2 separate regions of the Mus musculus genome follow, and region 1 is linked to region 2. A link is a contact called in public HiChIP or PLAC-seq data. All regions are on one chromosome and are shown on one strand. The core of a region is the stretch at or near the end of the contact, and the rest is flanking DNA. Distances in the headings are between cores, read along the strand shown.

Evidence for each region. HiChIP or PLAC-seq counts read pairs in DNA pulled down with a chosen protein or histone mark.
Region 1: an H3K27ac HiChIP or PLAC-seq map of microglia shows a contact between it and region 2, with 5 times the contacts expected there. The contact joins the promoter of Kantr here to the promoter of Apex2 in region 2. A contact is called at or near these places in 6 of 39 promoter capture datasets (the SN4741 cell line, cranial neural crest, frontonasal cranial neural crest and 2 more), 2 of 115 datasets of contacts at active chromatin or transcription factors (large pre-B cells and microglia) and 2 of 9 other capture datasets (adipose tissue and liver).

The regions. Positions count from the first base shown.
Region 1 is chrX:152,325,664-152,331,748 of GRCm38.p6, reverse strand. It overlaps Kantr (Kdm5c adjacent non-coding transcript), which reads left to right and starts at 4,256. Exons shown (of 3, transcript NR_040270.2): 1 at 4,256-4,339; 2 at 4,510-4,588.
Region 2 is chrX:150,585,203-150,590,613 of GRCm38.p6, reverse strand. It overlaps Apex2 (apurinic/apyrimidinic endonuclease 2), which reads left to right and starts at 2,459. Exons shown (of 6, transcript NM_029943.2): 1 at 2,459-2,691; 2 at 3,488-3,571; 3 at 4,569-4,749; 4 at 5,267-5,411. The coding sequence starts at 2,538. It also overlaps a transcript of Pfkfb1 not described here.

The sequences.
Region 1 (6,085 bases), core at 3,007-5,506, 1.7 Mb before region 2:
TTATCTGATATTTTCTACTTTTTTAAAGATTTATTTATTTTATGTGTGTGAGTACACTGTAGCTGTCTTCAGACACACCAGAAGAGGACATCAGATCTCATTACAGATGACTGTGAGCCACCATGTGGTTGCTGGGATTTGAACTCAGGACCTGTGGAAGAGCAGTCAGTGCTCTTAACTGCTGAGCCATCTCTCCAGCCCTGTTTTCTACTTTTTAAAGGGCATAATGGGTTTAAGGGAGGAAGACCACAAATATAACATGCCCTCTTCATCATATCACATCAAAGATACATAGCTATCAATATGACATCATTATAGATTTTAATGTTGATCCCCTGGCCAAGGTGATGTCTACCAGGTTTCTCTACTCTAAAGTTACTCTTGCTCCCTTGTCCCTGCTCTGAAGAAAAGTTAAGTGCAGCCCATGCTTAAAAAATAAGGAATTATCAGGGAGAGGAGGTATTGGATGTGGAACAGTCAGAGAGCAGACTGGGAGGGGGATAAAGACTGGATTGTAAAAAAAAAAAAAAAAAAAGAAAAGAAAAAAAAAGATTAAAGAATTTTAAAAATGCCGGGCAGTGGTGGCGCACGCCTTTAATCCCAGCACTTGGGAGGCAAAGACAGGCAGATTTCTGAGTTCAAGGCCAGCCTGGTCTACAGAGTGAGTTCCAGGACAGCCAAGACTATACAGAGAAACCCTGTCTCGAAAAACCAAAATAATAATAATAAATAAATAAAATTTTAAAAAAGAATTTAAAAAAATATATATATCCACTCCCTGAGCTATCTGAAGCCAGTCCCAGTGAGCATGTATGTATGAAGAGAAAGGGAGAAGAGTAGAGGAGATCTCAGGAGCAAAGACCCTGGAGTGGACCAGCAAGGAAGTCAGCTTGGCAGCAATAGCTGTCAGTCCAACAGGGAGCAAGCCTAGTTCCTCTTGCCTCAATCTGTCCTAACTGGTGTAATTCCCTCATCCCCTCTCACAGGTCTCAATCCTCCCACTTACTACTTTAGCCCAATTATTCAGGGAGAATTAGCTCAGGGGTAGCAACTTGTCCAAGATCTCAGTACTGAGTCTAGCTTTGAAGCTAGTCTTTGGGATATTTTGCTTGTTTGTTTGTTTCTATTGGTTATTTTATTTATTTATATTTCAAAATTAAAAAGGGGGGTTATCCCCCTTCCTGGCTTCTCCTCAAACCCCCTATCCCATTTCCCCTCCCCCCTGCTTCTATGAGGGTGCTCCCCCACCCACCCAACCACTCCTACCTCACTATCCTAACATTCCCCTACACTGAGGCATCCACAAGACCAAGGACTTCCCCTCCCATTGATGCCAGATAAAGCCATCCTCTGCTACATATGCAGCTGGAGCCGTGGGTCCCTCCATGTATGCACTTTGGTTGTTGGTTTACTCCCTGGGAGCTTGGGGGGGGGTCCAGTTAGTTGATTTTGTTGTTCTTCCTATGGGGTTGCAAACCCCTTCAGCTCCTTCAGTTCTTCCCCTAACTCCTCCATTGAGAACCTTGTTGCTCTGTCCAATGGTTGGCTGTGAGTATCTGCATTTGTATTTGTCAGGCTCTAGCAGAGCCTCTCAGGGGACAGCTATACCAGGCTCCTGTCAGCAAGCATGAAGCTAGTCTTTGAAGTCTAGTCTTGCATCATATTCTCCCCACAAGTCAAATCCACCACACTTCATTATGGCATTTGAGGCTCTTCTTTAGCCACCTTACCCCCAAAAGGACCCTGGTCTTGTGGGACACACTTAAATGCCCATTTTGGGTCTAACACAGTTGGCCAAAGTGCTCATGCTCTGAGATGAAGTATGGAACAAGAGAAAGTTCTTCACCCAGAGTGGCATCTTGTTACCAGTACCCTCCTTTCTCAGCCTGGATCTTCAAAAGGAAGGTTAGAATGTTGTTTTGTTTTGTTTTGATAAGATGTAGCTACTTTTAAAAAGATTTATTTTATTTATTATATGTAAGTACATTGTAGCTGTCTTCAGACACCCCAGAAGAGAGCATCAGATCTCATTACAGATGGTTGTAAGCCACCATGTGGTTGCTGGGATTTGAACTCCTGACCTTCAGAAGAGCAGTCAGTGCTCTTAACCATTGGGCCATCTCTCTAGCCCAGTTAGAATGTTTTCAAAGTCAAACCTAGCTCTAAAATATAGCATATAGCAAGCATCAGAAAACATGAGCATTATTACCTAGGACTATAAACAGAAACCAGGAGGATGAATAATGATGGGCCCCATGCTCCCCAGGGCTTCTTCTCACATTGAAACTACTTGTTTTGGTGGACTTTTCATTTTACAGCCCTGTGCAAGAAAGGGCCCTGCTACTAGGTGTGAGGGTCCCAAGATCTTCCGGTGTCATGAAAGTGCCATTTACTTTTGAAGACAGAATCAGATTGTCAGGGACAAAACTAGATTCAGGTGACAAGACAAAACAACAACAACAACAACAAAGACCCCAACCAAAAACAAAACAAAAACAGCATTTGTTCTTGCAAGTATTTGTTAATACACATTTCATTGAGTACCAACTACGTGCCTCATACTAGACTAATAGGAATACAGCAAGTAAACAAAAGAAAATATGTCTCTGTCCTGTTGGAGCTACTAGATCAAGTTTAACTTTGTTTTGTTTTAGCACTTTATTGTAGAAAGACAGGGAGAAAGGAGAGAAGGTAGAAGGAGAGAGGAACCGGCCATGGCCACGTGGAGAGAGGGGGGAAGGGAAAGGGAAAAGGAGGGCTAGAGAGTAAGAAAGGGAAAAGCTTAAAGAGCCAATTTCAATTTCTGTGTCATTGATTTCTTTTGTGACCTAGAACTCTTCTCACAAAAAAAAAAAAATCCTTTAAAATTGGAAAAATCACATCTAGAATTTAGAAAGCCAACTATTGAAATATTAAAATAGAAAAATGTGCTAGAGTCATATATGTATTGCTCATCAATCCATTAAATCATAGGATGCTTTGGTTTAAAGACTACAATGATTATCGTGATTTTAGATTTATTTTACTTTTATTTATATGTGTATTTGTTCCTGTGCATGCACTCATGTGTGCTATGCAAAGGTGTCTTCATAGCAGATGAAGATATCTGGTACCCTGGAGGAGGAGTTACAGGCAACTGACATTCATGCTGGCAACTAACCTCCAGTCTTCTACCAGAGCAGCAAGCACTTGTAACCATGGAGTTATCTCTCCGGCTCCCTCTTATCATGATTTTAAAGCACTAATTATATATTTCAGAGATTACATATTTGAAAGAGCTGCAAATTTATACTGTGATGGACAAATCTCTCTGATTGCTACTGGTAACAGTCACCAATATTACGTCCTTTATTGAAAACATGCTAAATTTCCTAAACAGAGAGGGGAAACAAAGATGTAAATTCATTCCCATCCAAGTTATTCCTCTCTGCCCCAAGCTGCACCCACAGGCTCTCCTGGAGGATCTGTGCTACTCAAATTTAAGATTTGTTAATAGAATGGTCCTTCCTGTCTTCCCTTCCTTTAGAAGACAAGAGAGATGGATTTTATTCGAAATAATTGTTGCACAGTTTCAGACCACTAAGTTTGCCTCGTTGGAAGGCAGCTGTGCTCACCATCGTACTACCAATGCCTCATCGAGTCTGCCTCTTTAGGCCATAGCTTCTTTTATGTGAAGACTGACCACACCTAATTAAAAAATGAAATAAAATCTGTCGGGTATAAATGGCTCACACCTTTAGTCCCAGCACTCAGGAGGCAAAGGCAGGCCTGGTTTACAGGGCGAGTCAGCCAGGGCTACTAAGTAGGATCACCTTATTCTCCATGGATGGAATTAGGAACAATGCTTACAGGGAAAGCGAGAAACCTAGCTCAGAAACTCCTACAAGTGGGTGTGGAGCTATAGGAAACTGGAAGTACATTCGCAGTGTCTCTAAGCAAAACGGTGTAAAGGCAGTGTGGCTACAGAAAGAAAGAAGACATCACGAAAGTAATAATTCTATTCAGTGATTTGTGCTTAGCCTGGTTTAGGGTTTCCTGCGTTTTAACAAACAACCCCCGAAGGCCCAGTCCTCTAGACCTGCAAAAGGACTGAGCAGTAATCCTTTCCTGACCAGTGTTGTTAACGGAAGGGCTGGCACATAAGCCAATCACACCCTCGAGAGGGTGGAGTTTTCGTAGGTGCTTCCAATTCCAACCAATCTCAGGGAAGGCAGGAGGGCAATCCTCCAATGGGAGCTGAGGAGCCCGTGGTAAGTGGTGGAGCATCGCTATCCTGCCAGGGTTCGGTGGAGCATTGCGTGAAGCGTCTGCGTGTCTGCGAGATCTTGCTGTGGGCCAGGTATCCATTCTCCTGCGGCAGCTTAGACCCTACGGAGACTAGAGGTATCCCAAGAGAAGCAGTAAAGATGGGGTGGTGGGTTAGAAAACGGCGGGAGGGGAGAGAACGGCCCAGAACGCGTGTGGGGAGGGACCTGGCGCGCTTTTACCTGGGCGGCCTTTCGACTCTAGGTCCGTGGGTGGTGGAGGATCCTTTGCGTAGCAAAAAAAGAAGGCGAGTGCCCCTGCATCCTCTCCAGACGGTACCCAGGTGAGTATTACCCTCTTGAACCCACCACCCGTGCCCACCCTCTGGGAGCCTCCCAATCCCGGTCTCTGGGGAAAAGATTTCGTGCAGGTCTGCTGCTCACGTGATTGTTTGTGTTCTAGTCTTGACTCCATATCTGCCTCTACCCAACATTTTCTCTCTCTGAGACGTACTAAGATATCCCAGACTCAGGAGGCCTAATCCTTACCTGACCCCTTGAAACCAGCTATGAAATTTTAAACTATCCGTTTTATTCATTTGGGTCTTGGTTTCATCATCTGCCAAATGGGGGTCTGTCTCTACCTGAGCCAATGCGCATGCTTGGTCCCTAAAATTTTTTTCAATAAATAATTATGATTGTGATTGAAAGAATATTGATTCTCTTAGTCTCTGACTTTTTTTCACCCTTGTCTGTCTCTGACCCTCTCCCCACTGGACCTTTTTTTGAATGCTACTGTCCTCTCATTTTCCACACTGAACCTAACTCTTTCCTATCCCTAATGTGGTTGGAGGTACAATATATATAACAATGAGAGTGGCCCAAAGGTAGGGCACAAAACTGGAGCCTGGTCTTGAGCTACTTGTAAGTCTCATTGAGGAGTCTCTGTTTCTTGGCCTTCTCTGTTAAACAGGTAGAAACACCAAGGATGGGGAGAAATTTATATTAAGCTACTTTTCAGCCAGCTTTGATGGTGGTGCATGACTACATTCACAGCATTCAGGAGGATTGCCACAAGTTCAAGATCAGCCTCAGCTACATAATGAGTCCAAAGTAAACCTGGGTTACAATGTAAAACACTGTCTTGCCCCCCCCCAACCCCACCAAAACATTTTTATTTTGTTGGTTTTTTTTTCAAGAAAGGGTTTTGCTGTGTAACAGCCCTAGCTGTCTTAGAAATCACTCTGTAGCCCAGGATAGCCTTGAACTCACAGAGAACAGCTTGCCTTTGCCTTCTGAGTGCTGGGATTAAAGACATGCACCACCACCAGGGCTACAAAACAGTTTAATAGCCATTATGTAATGTTGGTCACCACAGATAGTCCAAGGATCTTCTAATTATATCCCCTTGTAGGCCTGAGCATCTTTTCTGTCCTTATCTAGGAGTTCTTCTAGATCAGACATTTTGAAACTCCCTGTCAAGTATCACAACTCTCTTCCCATTCCTATGCTAATTTTTCCATATTCTTGCTATACCTTTGTCATTCTGACAACTATAGACCCAATAGTCTATTTTAATAATGTGTAGTTTGCCTCCTTCACTATTTTTTAATGAAGAGCATAAAAAGTAGACTCTGCATACACAATCCTCCCACAGCTTATAATGACATTTTAATTGTAATATAATAGAGAAATTTTTTTGTTTGTTTTTCAAGGCAGGGTTTCTCTACGTACAGCACTGGTTGTTCTGGAACTCACTTTGTAAACCAGGCTGGCCTCAAACTCTGCCTCCTGAGTGTTGGGGCTGAAGAACAATGTATAATAAAACAGTATGCACTTCA
Region 2 (5,411 bases), core at 1,210-3,709:
TCATAGCAAATTAACCCAACTTAATACACTAGAGGCGCGGTCAGAGATACACTTTCTATTGTGCATTTAATTTAAAAATATACACAGACTACGGACGTAGAAGCTAGGCTGGGAGGATCACACAATCACGGCCAGTCTGGGCTACAGAGAGTTTCAGGCCCCCATGGGAAGCACAGTTAGACTCATTTTCCAAAATTACAATCAAATCAAATCAAACAAAAATTGGAATTTCAAAGATAGTAAGGGATTGGTCTTTTAGGCTAGCGTCCTAAAGAGTCAAGTACAAGAGGATTTTAAAATACTGATAGTAAGGAGAGGGCAACATTTGGAATGCAAATAAATAAAATAAGTAATTAAAAATAAAATGTCGACAGTTGAATTACATATGCATATCATCATTCCCCAACTCTCCCATCCCCTTTGAAGTAGCTAAACCAAATTCCTATGCAGAGAAAAATCTTCCAAGGAGCCTGAAGCAAGGATTTTGACCTGTAAAAGACCTGTCTACTTTTCCTTTATGCTCACCTACCTGCTCTCTTAGAGGCTTTTTCTTCCATCGCTAATTATCCAATGGCTCTCTTGCATTTACAGACCCCCAAAGCAGGTCCGGTGGGTGGCATCAAATAGGAAACCGGGAGACATCCGTTGGTTCCTGGGAAGGCTGAGGAAGCACCCTTGTTAAGGGGTGTGTGCAGTGTTGAAATATTAGCTGCTGTACTTGCCAAAGAAGTTCCTGAGCCACCCAGAGACTTTTCTCTTCAGTCCAACCATGTGTTGTTCACCGTGCCCCAAAGGTCAGTACTAATATTAACAAGCCACTGGAGAATGGAGAAATGAAAACCAGCTATTGAGGTGAGCAAGATCTGGATTTCTTTGGGACAAAGCTTTATATTTATCTGCCTTTAGTGCAGTATGGGCAAAATCCCTTGCTTGAAAGCAACTGGTGACATGAAGAAAAATGTTCATTTCCCTTGTCCTAATTAACCCACTCCTGGGATTTGATCTTTAGTCAGTAACTCCCAAAGCATGGAAAAGCTCAAGGCACAGAATTTGAATTACAGAGCTGTTTTTCTGATAGCAGTAACTAGTGACCTTTAAGTCCGATGGGGGTGGGGTGGGGGAGGGGCAGCCTACTGTGGCTCTGTATAGCCATGAAGACGATGGCTCAAAGGCTGTGAAATTCTGAGGGTGTGTGCATTCGAATGGGAATAACTTTGTAGCAATTTTCAGTGGAAAAAAAAAAAACCCTTAGGATGCAAAGTTATAGTTTTCCTGGAAATAGGGCGATTCCTGTTAATTCTGTTTCTGTGGTCACAAAAAAATAAGTCGAGAACTCATCCCTACTGCCCTGCTTATTCATCCATTTGCTAAATATTTATTCCGTTATCATATAAGGTGGGTCAGAGATGGCCACTGCATTCAGGCTGCTGGCAGTCTAGTGACAACGGAAATCAATGGGGGTTGTGCACTGTGGTAAATACTGTGCCATGGACCATAAAGTGCAGTGGTGCCCACAGGAAAAGACGTAAACACAGAGGTGTGTGGACAAAAAAAAAATCAATTGTTTACCTGATTAAGAAGGGTTTAAATCTTGGCTCTACCACTTCTGTGAGGCTGAGACGAATTTATTCAACTTCTACTTAGCTTCAGTGCCTCTTCCTGGATTATCCTAAGAATGAAAGGACACGGTATAGACAGGAAAACCATAACTGCATCGGGAAATGATACTATTCTGGAGCTTAAATGGTCTAGGCCTCGATTTTGCTCATCTGAGAAATGGAGCCAAATGCAAGTCTGTCTTATGCTTTGAGAGTCAAGACAAACATGGCTATACAGGGAGGATTTGAGGCAGTCTCCTTCCTCCAGACTCCATTAAAACGGAGGCTAGCTAGGTTCTTAATTGCTTAACGGAGAAAGTTCCCTTCGCCACTGCCCAAAAGGACTCCAGGGTCTGCAGAAGCCCCTCAGCCACCGCCAGGGGCCGCTCACTAAAGCCAGAGTCCTGTCTCGATCCGGGTAGGGCGTTGGCTCAGCTTGTTTCCCCAGAGGCCTGCCCCTTGACAAAGGGACAAAATCCCATTTGTCAGTAACCTGGCGCATCAGGGGGTACTTTTGTAGTAGAGAAGAGCAGTCAGATTCGGGCGTCCAGGCCAGCATGCGGCCAGAAGAGAAGGAGCCCAACCAGAGACGCGCCTCTCACCAGTTACTCTTCCCAGGTTTTGGTCTGGGTCTTGCTATGTAGCCCAGGCTGGCCTTGAATTCATTACTGACCCTGCCTCAGCTTCCTGAGTACTGGGGTGACAGGCTCGTTTGATCAAGCCCGGTTTTCCTACAGCCTCCACCTTAGTTCCGTCTCCCGCCTAAGAGAACTGAACTCGAAGTCCCGCCCTGCTTGCGTCCTGCCGTCGGAGGGGGCGGAGGGGAAGGTGAGAACGCCCGGTGGAAACGCGAGAGGAAGGCGGGGAGCCAGCTCACTTCCGGGCAGCAATGCATTTGCCCGCCTAAGCTTCCTTTGGGAAACTGTACCGTTTACCAAAATGCTGCGCGTGGTAAGCTGGAACATCAATGGGATCCGGAGTCCCCTGCAAGGCCTTGCATGCCAGGAACCCAGCAGCTGTCCCACGGCCTTGCGACGCGTTTTGGACGAGCTGGATGCTGATATTGTCTGTCTCCAGGAGACCAAAGTGACCAGTGAGCATTCGAGAATCCAAGATCTCTACGGTGTTTTCCTTTTGATGCTAACCTTTGTTCTGTCTCATTTCGCGTTTCGTTTTCCTATACTTAGAATCCTGCCCTTATACCCATCTGAAAGGCCTGATCCTTTTCTTTCTAAACAACCCCACCCCAGCTAGAACCCCTAATTCCGACTCCTGGCCTGCTTTCCCCGTTGAAACCCTCATACACAGATTCCCACTCATTCTATAGCCCGAACTCTGGGCCTTGAATTTTCTCCTTTCATTCTTCTAAGCCAAACACCTCAGTTTTCCATCCCTGCCCCCACCTCAGTCCTTAATCCCCACCTAATCTCTGCCTTTAGCTCAGACTCTTAATTTCTCCTTCCCATATCTCCAATTCCTCTTTTCTCTCCACCTCAAGGCCCTAGATTCATTCCTCTTTGATATCTTACCTCAAATTTAGACCTAATTTCTTCTCCCATAATTCCCAGCTCGAATTCCCTAATTCCCTCTCCTACCTCCCACCCTTCAGGTCCCCAATCTCCACTGCCAGCATCTGTGAGTACTTTAATCTAAATCACAAGACTTAGCTCTGATTTGCCCTCCTCTGCTTCCCTATCTAATTTGAATATAATTTTCTTTCCTGACTTTCCCATCTCTCTAGCTCCTGTCAACATAAACACTTCTCCTGACCCTCAATTACAGCTCTGATGTATGCTAACCTATAACTGTAATTCCAGTCTTTCATGGGTCCATGGTGCTAATTTACCTCTGACTTTATATTTACTTTTTTTTCTTTTTTTTTTTTTTAGGAGATGTACTGACAGAGCCCCTGGCTATTGTTGAGGGTTATAACTCCTATTTCAGCTTCAGCCGCAGCCGTAGTGGCTATTCTGGTAAATGAGGTCTTCTGGGGGTATTTATGTTAGCATTGGTGATGGAGAAAAGGAGTGTTTTGGTATTTAATAAGAAGGTAACATATTTTGACTTTTCATTTCCAAAGCAAATGCTGCTAATTTTAGGTCATATGAAACCTCATATTTATGCACCGAAGTTTCCTTTTGTCCCTCAGAAGTATAGTAATGTACTTCTTCTGAGTTAACTGTATAAGCACTGGACCTTAACTGCCAGGGTTCAAGTCCTGGCTCACATCCTCTCTGTGTTTTCTGACAAGTTACTTTACCTTTGTGTTTCAGGTTTTTCACTGAGAAAATAAGGATAATGGTTATTTTCTAGGCTCTCACAAGGGTTTAGACATAGTCTTGCATGAGGTAATAATGATAGCTAATTTTTCATCAGCATTTGCTATGTATGTGTAAAATACATTATTATTGTTCTTGTAAAATATAACATTATTCTGTGGCTTTTTTTTTTTGGTTTTGTTTTTTGTTTTCGAGACAGGAACTCACTTTGTAGACCAGGCTGGCCTCAAACTCAGAAATCCACCTGCTTCTGCCTCCCAAGTGCTGGGATTAAAGACGTGCGCCACCACTGCCCTATTCTGTGGCTTTTTAAGAGGAAACTGAGGCCTCAGATGCTTTAAGACGCTACAGAGCCATGTATGGCCCCTGAGTTAGGAGGATTGTCCTTACTTTTTTTTTTTTTTTTTTTGATTTTTCGAGACAGGGTTTCTCTGTATAGCCCTGGCTGTCCTGGAACTCACTTTGTAGACCAGTCTGGCCTCGAACTCAGAAATTCGCCTGCCTCTGCCTCCCAAGTGCTAGGATTAAAGGCGTGTGCCACCACGCCTGGCTGTCCTTACATTTTTGAAACAGTTAAATTTGACAAAGATAACCAAAGCTGTTCCTTATATGGATACACTTGGAGTGGGATAGGCTGTACAATGATATATTGGCTGCTGACCCCGTTCAGAATGCTCTTGTCCGTCCCCAGGTGTGGCTACCTTCTGTAAGGACAGTGCTACCCCAGTAGCTGCTGAAGAAGGCCTGAGTGGTGTGTTTGCCACCCTGAATGGAGATATTGGTTGCTATGGAAACATGGATGAGTTCACGCAAGAGGAACTCCGGGTTCTGGATAGTGAGGGCCGGGCCCTCCTTACACAGCACAAGATCCGGTAATAGTCCATATCCTCCTCTTACAGGCCATCACTGGTTCTAGTCCTTGTGTCTAGAATATAAGGCCCATTCTATAGGTATTCAGTTGCTATAAAAATGTTCCCAAACTTGCCTTCCTGTATTTTAGTCCAGGCTGGGCTGAGTGATCTTGGAAAATTCATGCTTCCTTCTGAGCCTTGTGTTCCCCTCTCTACAGAGGGAGACTGGCCTGAAAGAATAGCTTTTTAATTACCATGGGCTCCTCAAAAATAGCTTAGCCAGCACAGAACTCATCATCCTAAGTTGGTTTCTTTCTAGGTATCTTATAGTCATAAATGGCTGCATTATACCCAGTTTACCTGGGTATTATGCCCTCCTTGCCTTATCCAAAGTCCATCCCCCCAAGACTTGCTCATTTATTTCTCCTAACCGTTTTTTGTTCATCCCATGGATAACCATTAACTAGAATCTGCATGGTGGGTGGATATGAAGGGGAGACTTGAAACTGACCTCTTCTGTGGGGCTCTTTTCTCCCAGCACATTGGAAGGGAAGGAGAAGACTTTGACCCTGATCAATGTGTACTGCCCTCACGCGGATCCTGGGAAGCCTGAGCGGCTGACCTTCAAGATGCGCTTCTATCGCCTGCTCCAGATGCGAGCAGAAGCGCTCCTGGCAGCTGGC